Regions from separate parts of the Zea mays genome. Here all the other regions are linked to region 1. The links are chromatin contacts, called in public Hi-C maps. All regions are on one chromosome and are shown on one strand. The core of a region is the stretch at or near the end of the contact, and the rest is flanking DNA. Distances in the headings are between cores, read along the strand shown. Region 1 holds the start of LOC100383597. Region 2 holds the start of LOC103637596 (P-loop containing nucleoside triphosphate hydrolase superfamily protein). Region 3 holds the start of LOC100277352 (putative calcium-dependent protein kinase family protein).

What was found. A called contact is a pair of places that touch in the nucleus more often than the background predicts.
Region 2: a Hi-C map of ear shows a contact between it and region 1, with 5 times the contacts expected there. The contact joins the promoter of LOC103637596 here to the promoter of LOC100383597 in region 1. A contact is called at or near these places in 7 of 25 Hi-C or Micro-C datasets (bundle sheath, ear, endosperm and 3 more) and 1 of 3 datasets of contacts at active chromatin or transcription factors (seedling).
Region 3: a Hi-C map of ear shows a contact between it and region 1, with 3 times the contacts expected there. The contact joins the promoter of LOC100277352 here to the promoter of LOC100383597 in region 1. A contact is called at or near these places in 13 of 25 Hi-C or Micro-C datasets (bundle sheath, ear, endosperm and 5 more) and 1 of 3 datasets of contacts at active chromatin or transcription factors (seedling).

Annotation. Positions count from the first base shown.
Region 1 is chr1:84,950,473-84,954,585 of Zm-B73-REFERENCE-NAM-5.0, reverse strand. It overlaps LOC100383597, which reads right to left and starts at 1,556. Exons shown (of 7, transcript NM_001363842.1): 1 at 1,242-1,556; 2 at 890-952; 3 at 1-179.
Region 2 is chr1:84,737,229-84,740,853 of Zm-B73-REFERENCE-NAM-5.0, reverse strand. It overlaps LOC103637596 (P-loop containing nucleoside triphosphate hydrolase superfamily protein), which reads left to right and starts at 2,179. Exons shown (of 7, transcript XM_008659756.3): 1 at 2,179-2,555. The coding sequence starts at 2,325.
Region 3 is chr1:85,176,911-85,180,828 of Zm-B73-REFERENCE-NAM-5.0, reverse strand. LOC100277352 (putative calcium-dependent protein kinase family protein) reads right to left here and starts at 1,485. Exons shown (of 8, transcript NM_001150943.1): 1 at 1,380-1,485; 2 at 66-772. The coding sequence starts at 759.

The DNA.
Region 1 (4,113 bases), core at 307-2,806:
GACTGCAGCACCGCACCGTGCTACATGCTTCTTCTCCCTCCGGCAAGTGCAGGCTCCTCCTCCTCGTGCACGACCGCGACGCCGCGCCACGCTCCCAGCTGGTCTTCTTCTCCATCGGCGGCCTTCTTCCGTCGAGGCCGAAGGCACTCCTCTGCCTCCTCACCACTACACCGTCGCCGCTGGTCCCGGTTCCGGTACCATGTAAAGTTTTCTGGAAGAGTACAGAGTACACTACTCTACACACACCTCACTGGTATAATAAGTATATATGTACATGTTTAGCTTGTTCGGCTGCCCATGCGGGAGCACTGTTGCAGCTGCAAAATACTATTGCAGCTGCAATTCCTAGAGACAAAATACTGTAGAAGCCGCAGTCGCAGTCGGATTAAAGCCGCAGCGAACAAGCCAGTTAATAGGCCAGGCACTAGGCACACGGCCCAACAAATTCAAAGACATTTAGTTTTTTAATCAGCCATTGACTGCTGACACTTTTCCCTTCCTAACTAACAATTGGTACTTATTTGCATCGGCTTTACCAACAGAACTGCTCTTGTTAAGTTGAACTGTAATGGACTGCTTGTATTTTTTTTGGCAGTTCAGCCAAGCTGATTGTGAGCTACAGCCAATGGCTTGTTGAGTTAAACTGTAGTGTTACATTCACCGCTTGTTATGTCAAACTGTAAGTTACGTTCAATGCTAAAAAAAATCAACTGAGACACAACAAGAAGGCAATATCTGGAATTGATCTCCACAGCCTGCCTTTGGGTTAAAACACACCTCTATAAAAGATCTCGTACGACAAATGTCTTTACAATGTGTGTTTAGTTTTACTATGAAGGATTGGGAAACATTACTTTTTTAAAGGGAGCCGAACATGATTGATTCTCACCTTTGAATGTAGAAATGAAAGACCTGTAGACTGGTACCAAAAACTAACACTGGCACATAGTCCCTATTCATATATAGAAAAAGAAATGTGAGATTACAGAGAACAATAAACAATCTTATGTTATAACTGAACACGGACGCAATTTTTCTTAACTAAAAGAACCCAAGCCTCTATTGTCTTTCTCCAAACCAATTGGTGAAAGTTGCAGCTCAATAATTAAATTTAATCCACCAGACAGCTAGGGCATCAGAGAAACATACTTGAAACCAAAAGGCAAATCTAAGAAAAAGTAACCTAGGGCGTTCTTGGGGGCAGTACGAGGAGGAAGGCGACGGGGTGGGGAGCGGTCCACCTGCACGCGGCCATGAAGGGGAGCTGGGAGGAGGGCAGCGCTAGCGGCTGCATCTCGAAGAAGAATAGGGCGGCGACGGCACATGGAGGAAGAAGGTGTGGCGGCGCCACCGACTGCAGCGTGGCCCAGCGTGCGACAGTGCCCGTGGGAGACGACGGCGTGCGGTTCTCGTTGGCGAAGGGCGTCGCCGCGGGAGGGAGAGAGCGCGGTGGGTGTCGGCGCGGCGAGGAAGAGGATGAGGTGGCGGTGCAGGTACGAAGAGGATGAGCGGGTGTGCTCGCATCGTCGAAGGGAGGGGATCGGAGGCGAGGAGGAGGACTGCGCAGCCGTGGCGAACGCGTCGACCGAGTTGGGAAAGGAAGACCGGACGCAACGCTGCAATTTGGTTGATTTGATGTATAATTTCGGGTCCGTGGTGTGCGGCCACGCGTTGGCTCGCGTGCGGCCGAGAGCGCGTGAAACGCGGGGAGAGACTGAAATTCGAGCGCCTTTTAACTAAAGGTAATATCTATTTTACAATGAACTGGGGTCCAGCCAGGACACTATGGCACAATTCTTATACTGTTCTTTCTATACAAATTTGGGCAAAGTGGAAACAGTAAGCCTATGAAGGTACCATTTAACTTTTGGAGTATTTTTGATGTTTTCAAGACTCACCAACATGGAATATAGAGTATTGTGTACTTTTATGGCTGCTCCACAATTTCTAGTGTTTGATCTCTAGGTAGGGGTGGTAATTGATCATTCAAATGTTTCTTCACAATTCGTTTGAGCCCTTAATTAATTTTAGTTAAAAAATGAATAGAAATAGAGCTCAATCCTAATATAATTTGATCCTTAAATTTTGTAGTGTAAAATTTAGAGTCCATTACCACCCCTATCTCTAGGTGAGAAGGACAGGTTTGACGTAGCGACGAGAAGACTTTCTACTGATCCAAAAGGTCCTAGAATCGACGCAGCCTCTATTTCTTGGGTAAGACTTGCCTCGATTATTTTTGGGGTGTTTGGTTCCACCTAACTAAACTTTAGTCCCTGTCATATTGAATGTTTGTATGATGATTACGAGTATTAAATATAGTCTAATCATAAAACTAATTACATAGATAAAGACTAAAAGATAGACAAATTTATTAAACCTAATCAAACTTATATACAATACTCGTAGTTGATATTCAAACATTTGATGTGACACGAACTAAACTTAAGTCAGAGGAACCATGGGAGCCATTAATACTGGGTTTAACTTTTTTTTTATCTCCAGATCAGGTTTACTCTCCTTGGCCTAATCCATTTTTCAGGATTTTGATGGAAGAAATTCATGTGAGCATATGCATGCACACATAAACCTGTGTTGTTTCGGCCTTTCAGGATACAGCATGGTGAGCAGGACCAGTTGGGCACATGCCCCATCGACTGCGGGTGCATCAGAGGAGGCGCCGCAGTTTTTACTCACTAAACTTCCCAGGCTTGCTCTCCTCAGTCCTCACTCCTCTCCTACAACTCCACTGTATCTGATACGTGGCAAGCAAGGATCGGGTTCGCTGGAGTCAGGACAAGCCGTCAGGATGGCGAGCCTGACAGAGCAGGTCAAGAAGGACGAGCTGCTGCGGACTGCAGTTGGATTTGGACTGCAGCTGTGCCAGCAAATATGCGGCGCTTCCATTTGCTTCAACGAACTCCAACCTGTAACAAAGAAGGCGCTGGCATATCTTTAGCATACGTGTAGGGTATTGCATGGCTTTGATACCATAGTTCTTAAGCCAATTCACTTGAAGGGTATTTTCCTCGTTCCAAACTATAAGTCATTTTAGCTTTAAATATCGGTAGCTTTTAGTAGCCATTGTCCACTTATTCTCAATTGCTGTGAATTAAGAGTAAGACAATACATTTGTTATATGTTAAAGACCTTCGTCTTCCGAATCATTATTCCCTTTCGGGTATAATGCATCTTAGACGAAGGTCATAAATAACAAGTCTTTATTATTTGTAAACATATAAAAATATATTCGCAAGGTATAATATTATGTCACGTATTTATATCATAATAAATGTAAAAGCACTTTTAAAGTTTGTATTACATTGTTATCTTCGGCTTGTTTGAAGGTGGTGATGTAAGGGTAATTATAATCTAGCGTGAATAGTATGGAAGTACTGTTCATCTATTTATAAGCAATCGTACGGCTTCGTTTGTTATTACATTCACATCCTCAACAATTACATACAGAGTTTACAAATGTCATAGGGACAACATTGTCTTTTGCACTCAACAATTTGAACAACACCTTCTCTCTTCGTTGCCTTCTTGCTTCATCGTGACGAAGCCTGCTTCGTCGTACTTCCTTCGAGTTATGTTGAAGCTCTCCTAGTAACGAAGCTCCTGTAATACTTAATGGTATGCTGAAAACAAATATATAACTGTGTTTTTAAAGACCTTCGGAAGACGAAGGCCCTCCAACAATAACCAAAACACTTTCAGAGTCGGGCCAAACGACCTCTTAGTGCTGGTGACTATCATATAAATAAGTATTGAGATATTTATTCAAATACAATTATTGTTTATTTCTAAACACTAAAGTATGTGTGGTATGTTAGTTAGCCTCAAATTTCTAGAGCAGGGGCGCGCGGGTTCGAGTGCTCGCTCTGCACTATTTTTTGCGCGGTGTGGTAGTTGCGCGTGTGGGGCCCACAGGGCACGGCGCCGAGGCGAGGCGCGTGGGTTGGGAGAACTAGTCGGGACACATGGAGCGGCCTTAGAGTGTTAGTGCGGAGGGTGAAGCCGTTGTAGCACCAGGTGCCCACATTAGGGGCTGATTTGGTGGATAGGGATCACGAGGGGATCCATGGGGACATGGATTCCTTCCCATGGATCCCG
Region 2 (3,625 bases), core at 930-3,429, 210 kb after region 1:
AAATTTAGGATCGCTGCAACAGCAATGCAGCTAGACTCGTAATTATTATTTTATGATATATAGTGATACTAAATATGCTACATTGTGTAGATAATTATGCAATTGGATATACTGCGTAAAAATCTGTTACCAGCTGTATGCACACGAATTTATGATGGAAAAATATGCAATAAAAGGAAATGAATTGCATGCATAAAAACAAAAAATCGCATTTAATGTTTTATTTCCTTCATAAATATAGGTATTTATGCAATTAGAACTAGTTAATGATGTATATTGAAACAAATTATACTACACAGTGTAGGTATTTATGCAATTCCTTACACTGCGTAAAAAATCTGGCATGTTGTTCACTGGTGGACGCATATCCGGCTGAAGCGTAAAAACCTTAAGTTTTGAGCATAAAATTCCTCAATTATAAGCGTAAATACCGAGTCAATGAGAGGTTGATAGCTCTAGTAGGTTGTTATTACGATCCTATTTTTCTGACAGATCCGAAAAAACATGGCAGTCGCATGCATGCGGTTTCTATTTTTATACAGATCCAAAAATTATGGCAAAATCGTGGGAGTTTCCATTGCATGCGCGCAAATTACGAACAACATAAATTAAGGAATTGCCTTTCTAATGTGCATGCAGTAAACTGATATACGAACTCCGTGTTCAAGCATAAAATTGTACAGTTTTTAGCGTAAATAGTACATGTGGTAGGCATAAAACACAATAATCGAAATGAAAACTGCGCCGGATCGGAGGATGTCACGCGTGATCATCGCTGCGTGCATCTTGCGCCTTCTGTGACGTCGCTCGCTCGAACATCGCGCCTCATTCGTCGCCGTCGCTACTCGCACGTCGACAGGCGTCGCTTGCTCACCGGCCTTGGAAGTGCCGCCTCCTCGGGGCTTCAGGGACGCCGCCTCTTGCCCACACAATGGCCCCGCTGCGGATCGAGGAACCTCCGCCACCGCGCGTCGAGGTAATGGAGTTGCGGCCACCAGCCTGGGAACCGCCGCCACCGCATAAGGGCGCTGCCGCCGCTCGCCCTCTGGATCGGGGGCCGCCACCGCCGGCCTGGGAACCGCCGCCACCGCATGTCGAGGTCGGGGAGCCGCGGCCACCGCAGCCACTGGCCGGGGTCCACCGCCGCGCGCGCTGTCGGGCAACCGCCGTCGCTAATGAATCGAGATGGGGCGTGAAAAACTGATCCCTAGCACTATAGATTTTTTTATAGACGTCTGAACCTGGTCCGGCTCGACCGGATTGCACTGTCTGGCCTGAGCTTCCTTTAGTTATTGGAAGCACAGGGCTCCTAATATACAATATATATATATATATATATATATATATATATATATATATATATATATATATATATACACACACACACACGTATTCACTATTATTATTCTCTATGAAAACATATAAAAAATATGTCAAATTTGGCTTTTAAACTTGCTATTGTATGTTTTTTATTTGTTCAATATTTTTTCGGTAAATATCAAAACCAAAGTTGCTCGGTTTTGATTTTTAAAGAAACCAATGAATACCTATTCTTCAAGGAACTGAATTTGTAGGGACCAAAGAACCGAACCGATTAGTTCGATAAATACCGAAGGTTTAGGTTAGTAGTACAATTATTGGTAGCTATTTGGTTCTCTGATATGCCATATCTTTTAGCATCCTATTTTACATGTTAATTTATTTTTTACGTGTGGCTTTGATTTTATCCGTCATACTTTATGTAACAGGCATATTTTGTCGTTGCAAACTCTGACCTGACACTAACCAAACTTGTCATGAATATTCGAGCGAGCTGCAACGAATGGATATCAACAACAGAAACTCGTGTCGATGTCTGGTGGGTTGAGGTGTGAATTTGTTAAAGTTACATTTTAATCTATCTTGATACGTGTAAATTAAAGTAAATAACAGAGTATCCAAACAAAGTTTTAAAGTTATAATATTTATATACATATTTTAAATTAGGACATCTATTTTATGTCAATTTTACGAAACCCTAAACCTAAACAAAGTCTTAAAGGTATGATATTCATATTCATATAACCATCAATTTTACGAAAAACTTCTTCTACCAGTGGCGGGAGATGAGATAGATATATATACATATATGTTCTAGATTTAAAATATGCAGGTGGATACCTTGCCCTATCCTATCGCCTACCGACTACAAATAGACCTAGGATTTGAGAGCCCCTGTCTTAAGGAAAAAGGGTTCCCCAAATCCCCTGCTAATCGCGAAACAGCGCCTCGTCGCCTTCGTCTGGCCTCTTGACCCCCCTCGTGCACTTCCGAGCCGAGGCAAAATGCGCCGTCCCCATGACGCCAGCGACGGCGACGAGGATCGCGGCTACCCGTCGAGCTCCGCTGTCAACGGGGCCGGCGATGAGGAGGAGGAGCGGCGCCAGGCGGCGCGGACGCCGGGGAAGGACGGCCCGGTGGACGCGCTGTGGCGGTGGAGAAGCCAGAGCCTCTCCGAGATAGTGCTCTCGTGGTCCGTGGACCAAATCCTCGACAAGGACCTGCTCCGCGACAAGGTGAGAAGCTGCTTACGTTGCCCGCCGCCCGCCCGCGCTTCCCTCTCCACATCTCTCTACTAGGCACCTGGCGTGCTTAGCGGACGATCCGTGTGGATCTGAGGAAGTGCGTGGGGTTTTGCGCGTTAATGGGCATTCCTCCCTTCCCCTGGGCTGTTTTAGGTTCATTAGGTGGAGTTATTTGGGGCCCGCATTTGGTGTTGGGTAGTGATTTTTTTGTACAATTCGTTTTCCCTTGTAACTTCAGCAGCGGATGATTTACTGATTGCGCTTTGTTTGTCGTTTGAATTGCACCTAGGTCCCCGCGATATCGTCTAGGTCTACTGCTTTGGTTTAGAGTTTAGACCAATGTTTTCTAATCGGTTGATTGCTTCTGAGCCCCAGAGGGGCGATCAGCCGATCAGAACGATTAATAGGACGATCAGAACGATTAATCGTTTATGCTAAATTGCATTTCAAACATGAGTCTTGAATTGAAAATGTGTAGCGAAATCTCATTGGATTGGTAGTATATTGTATGAACCCAGACCACAATGGCCCTAGCTAATAGCCACAGTGCCACACACCCCTAGCGTAGTCAGCAGCCCAGCATTGAATTTTTGTACCAAAAAAATAAAAATCAAAATTTAATCTGCGTAGGACACAACAAACCTAAACAGCAAGCAACAGCAACACCAAATTAAATGTAGATCTAAAAGCATGAAATTTAGATTCAACAAAATGTAGGACCATGCTAAACTGCTAAGTGCTAACATTAAGGTAACAAGCAGTCAAACACAAGTAAAAAAAACTCGGCTGGTACAGTCTAACACAAGTACACAACTAAAAGTAGACAATATCCCTAACGATTAAACGTTCACAATGCAGATTGCCAAAATCCCCAAGCAGCAAACTAATCGTCCGCGATCTAATTGTTCGTTTAATCATGACTAATTGATGGTTAGTTGGACGATCAGATTCCTGATCGTGCTAATCGTGTCGTTACCTCTAATCAAATGCATATTTACGATCAGTCGACTAATTGTCAAACGTCAATTAATCGGACGGTCTTAAAACACTGGTTTAGACTG
Region 3 (3,918 bases), core at 236-2,735, 230 kb before region 1:
TTAGCAGAATATCATTACTTGAGAATTCAAACAGCCTGATGGCTTGTTCTAAATTGATATACTACCTGGTTTGAAGAACACGGAGAGACCAAAGTCGATTACTTTTATCGACAAATCATCGTCTTTATCCTGTAAGAGGAAGTTTTCTGGCTTAAGATCCCGGTGCATGACACCAAGTGAATGGAAGTTCTCTATGACGCCAACAATAGTCCTTATAAGATGTGCAGCCTTCTGCTCGCTGTAGTTCCCCTTCTTAATCCGGTCATACAGCTCGCCGCCTTCGCAGAGCTCCATGACAATGTGCACGGCCTCCTCGTCCTCGTACGCGTCCTTGATGGCGACTACATCCTTTTGCCCTGAAAGGTAGCGCATTATCTGGACCTCACGGCGCACGTCTTCAACATCTTGCATGTTCCGGAACCTTGTCTTCAGGATGGACTTGCATGCGAACTGACACCCAGTGCTGGTCTCGGTGCAGAGGTAGGTGGTCCCAGTGAGACCCTCTCCAAGCTGCCGGCCAAGGGTATAATGCTCTGTGACATTAGGAGTCTCTCGACCAAGAACAGAGATGGACGTTAAAGTCTGCCTCAGTCCTTGTCGCATAAGGTCTGCTATGCTCGGTCTAGATGGCCCTGTGTAGCAACCCTCAGTATCGTCCCCATCACAGTGCCTAGAAGCCAGAGGCTCCTTCTGAAAGTGGTTGTAGCTGTTGTAATTGCTCCCGTACCCGTAGGTTCCATTTTGGCATTGGTTTCCCATTAATGCAACTGCACTGCAAGACGCAAAAATACAACTTTAAATAAAAACAGCGACATCGATAAAGAAGTTCTGCGTCAAAACAAGAAAACCTACTGCTGCCTGCTTTTTTCTCACCCCAACATATGTACCTGATCAGAACTCCTAATTACAGTACAAGTAATAAATACTGCACCGTAAATTTAAGCCAAAAATTTATCATAAAAAGGAGCGAACAACAGAAGACTTGTAAATTATAAACAAACAAAAACTAGTACTGTTGCCAACTATTCCTGGCTCCTCTAAGATATTTGAAGCGACAATTCCAAAACCTCTGTATCAGTTCCACCGTATTCTATAGCTTAAACCGCCACCCAAATTTAGGATCTTCTACTACAGTGTCCTTGGCACCAGAATCCCCGGTCCAAGAGTTACTGGCACCGAAATTCGCCCCGCGAACAAAGATTCTCACCAAATCCTGCCATGGAATGCCTCCTACTAGAGACCTCGGCGACTCCCCGGACACGGCTTCTAGTTTCTAACTCCGAGTCCTCGCCGAAGTAGACGAAATCCAGAGCCGACAGCGCGCGCACGAGGTGGAATGCGGGTCCATGAGGACCGGAAGCGGCCGTGAAGGATCTTACCTGACGCTGCGGCCTCGATCGGAGCCGCGAGGCGGGAGAGCCGGGGGGAGGGACCGTCGCCAGAATCCCTGCTTCCCCAGGGGCCTAAACGCAAAAACGAGAGGAGGAGAAAAATGGAGATGGAGCACACTGCGCAGCAGCCGGAGGAGGAGGAGGGTGTTTTATACTGGGTGGTGGACTGGGTGGGGCCCGTGGGGGTAGGACGGGCCGGTTGAGTGCCACGGCAGCGTGCGGCGTGGATGACAGGTTTCGCCGCGCTGGCCGCTGGAGGCTTGGTAGACGTCTGCGATTTTCCATAAAGGACAAAAGGCTCGAAATCAACGGCCTTGGATGGTAAAAAAAACTCCAGATGCAGCTACAGTGCCCAGCGAGAGAAAAGTTTTTGCATCTATAGTATACCTAGGGTACTCTGTGAGAGACCTAGGGTTTATTCTCCTCTCGCGAAATACAGTTGGAGCCGAACAGACTCAGCATTTAACATATGTTCTATCAATACAAATCAGTGCTCATGAGAGTTTTCTTTGTTTTAAAAGTGATATTCAAGAACCACAATAATTATAGGTTGTTGTGAATCTTCATGAACCACATGCGAATATCCATTAGATTCAAACAGTTTCGTGTCAATATATGATGGTGGTCGAGCTGTTAGCACTTTTTTGACAAAATAAGTGTAACCAAAATTCTCTTTGCTCAAAAAGACTACAACTATTTTAGATGTTTCGGGTTGATTGTTTTGTTCAGAGCAATGCTGACAGGGTTCTTTTATCCCTAGCCAGAGGGTAATCTAAGAGCATCCCCATTAGTTTTCTAAAAAAATGCTTCCGAAACTTTGATTTATAAGTGATTTCACGGTGTGATTGTTGACAAAAACATGCTATTGGGAGTGCGAAACAACTACCCAAGTTTAGAGACTAATAGGAATATTTAAAAAGCTTGTATATTTATGGACCTTATTTAAGGAACTGTTATAGCATGATTTTTGTTTATTAACACCCTAAATTAAATTTAGTGGGTTTTTTGGACAATTACTGGAGATGCTCTAAGCCATCATAAACAAAAACAACAACTATGATTAGCTAGATTCTTATGCCCTATGTGGAAACAACCTAGTTTTAAGAATCCAGTTTTTATCTCTAGTTTTTGGAAACTGATTTATAAAAATCTGGTTTATGGTGTTTGCAAGTTGGAACCACCTCAATTTTCATAAAGTGGTTTTAGCTAGGGGAGTCTAAAAAACTCAGCTGGAGAGGGAAAGACTGCCCTCCCGGTATTATATTAAAAAGAGACCGAAACAATGGTCCCGACCGAGAAAATCGTTGAATCCTAACCTCCCATCACTAACGGACTGGCGTCAACCGTCTACTCTGCAATGGCTCAACCCGAGGGCACGAGACATCGTGACCCTAGAGCGAATAGGGCACAACGAGGGGATTTTTTAACCAAGCCTGAAAAATCACTCCGTACTCTGAAGCTCTTAGCCATTAGGCTAGAAGCCCTTTCGCTTAGCTAGGGGAGTCTAACTTCTTGGTTTTAAGAAACTGGGAATCCAGTTTCTATAAACTGGAATATAAACTGTTATGTTTGAAACCACTTCAGTTTTCATAAACCAGATTCTTAAAAAACGGGTGCTTCAAGACATGCCCTTAGTTGTATTGTTATGATGCATACAACTTTTGTGTGGAGTGTGAGATGCGCTACGTTATGAGAAACCACACACATAAATGAGACGAGTTTTCAACTTTCAAGACAATAGATAAAACTTAGAGCTTTGGTACGTAAACATCCATTAGGTTTAAATTGATCTGTGATAAGATATGATGATAGTCCCAATTGTTAGCAATTTTTAATATGTGTGTAGGCAAAAAACTCTTTCCTCAAAAGACCAACTGTTTATGTGCTTTTTTCTTAGTTGTTTTGTTCAAAGGAATGTCGATGAAGGTATTTTTTCTTGAGAGTGCATTGAACAAATGTAAACAACAATTATGCATAGGTTCATAGTTGTGTGTTGTGTTATACCAATGTCCTTTTTTTCTTTGTGGAGTTTGATACACATAACACACTTACGGTAAATCATACATGTGTGAAGAACGTAACAAAAAGGTAACAATGAACATACAATTTTATAAGAAAATATCTATTAGATTCTTATCTTAGTGATTTGCTTTGAAAATTAGTATCTAATGGCACTGGATATTGCTTTGGTTTTATTTTTTTTGTTACTTTTGATGGTTGTCGTCGACTATATGGTTTGGAGCAGTTTGTCTCAATTGAACCATTTAATTGAAGATTACAAAGTGCTCTAGAGTTGGTTGTGTCGGGCTATTGAGTTCATTCCCCATTATAGAGGTGAAAAAATACTCTACTACCTCGTTTGGATGTAGATATTCAATACTGGAATTGGGAATTGAAATCAAGATTTCTGAATTCTGTTGTTTGGTTGTCTGATAAATTCAAAGCTGGAATTAAATCTCAGTTTCTTAGAATTGGACTTTAACAAAAAAGTGTCTCTCCCAATTCAAAGCCAAGACTCTTGGTATTG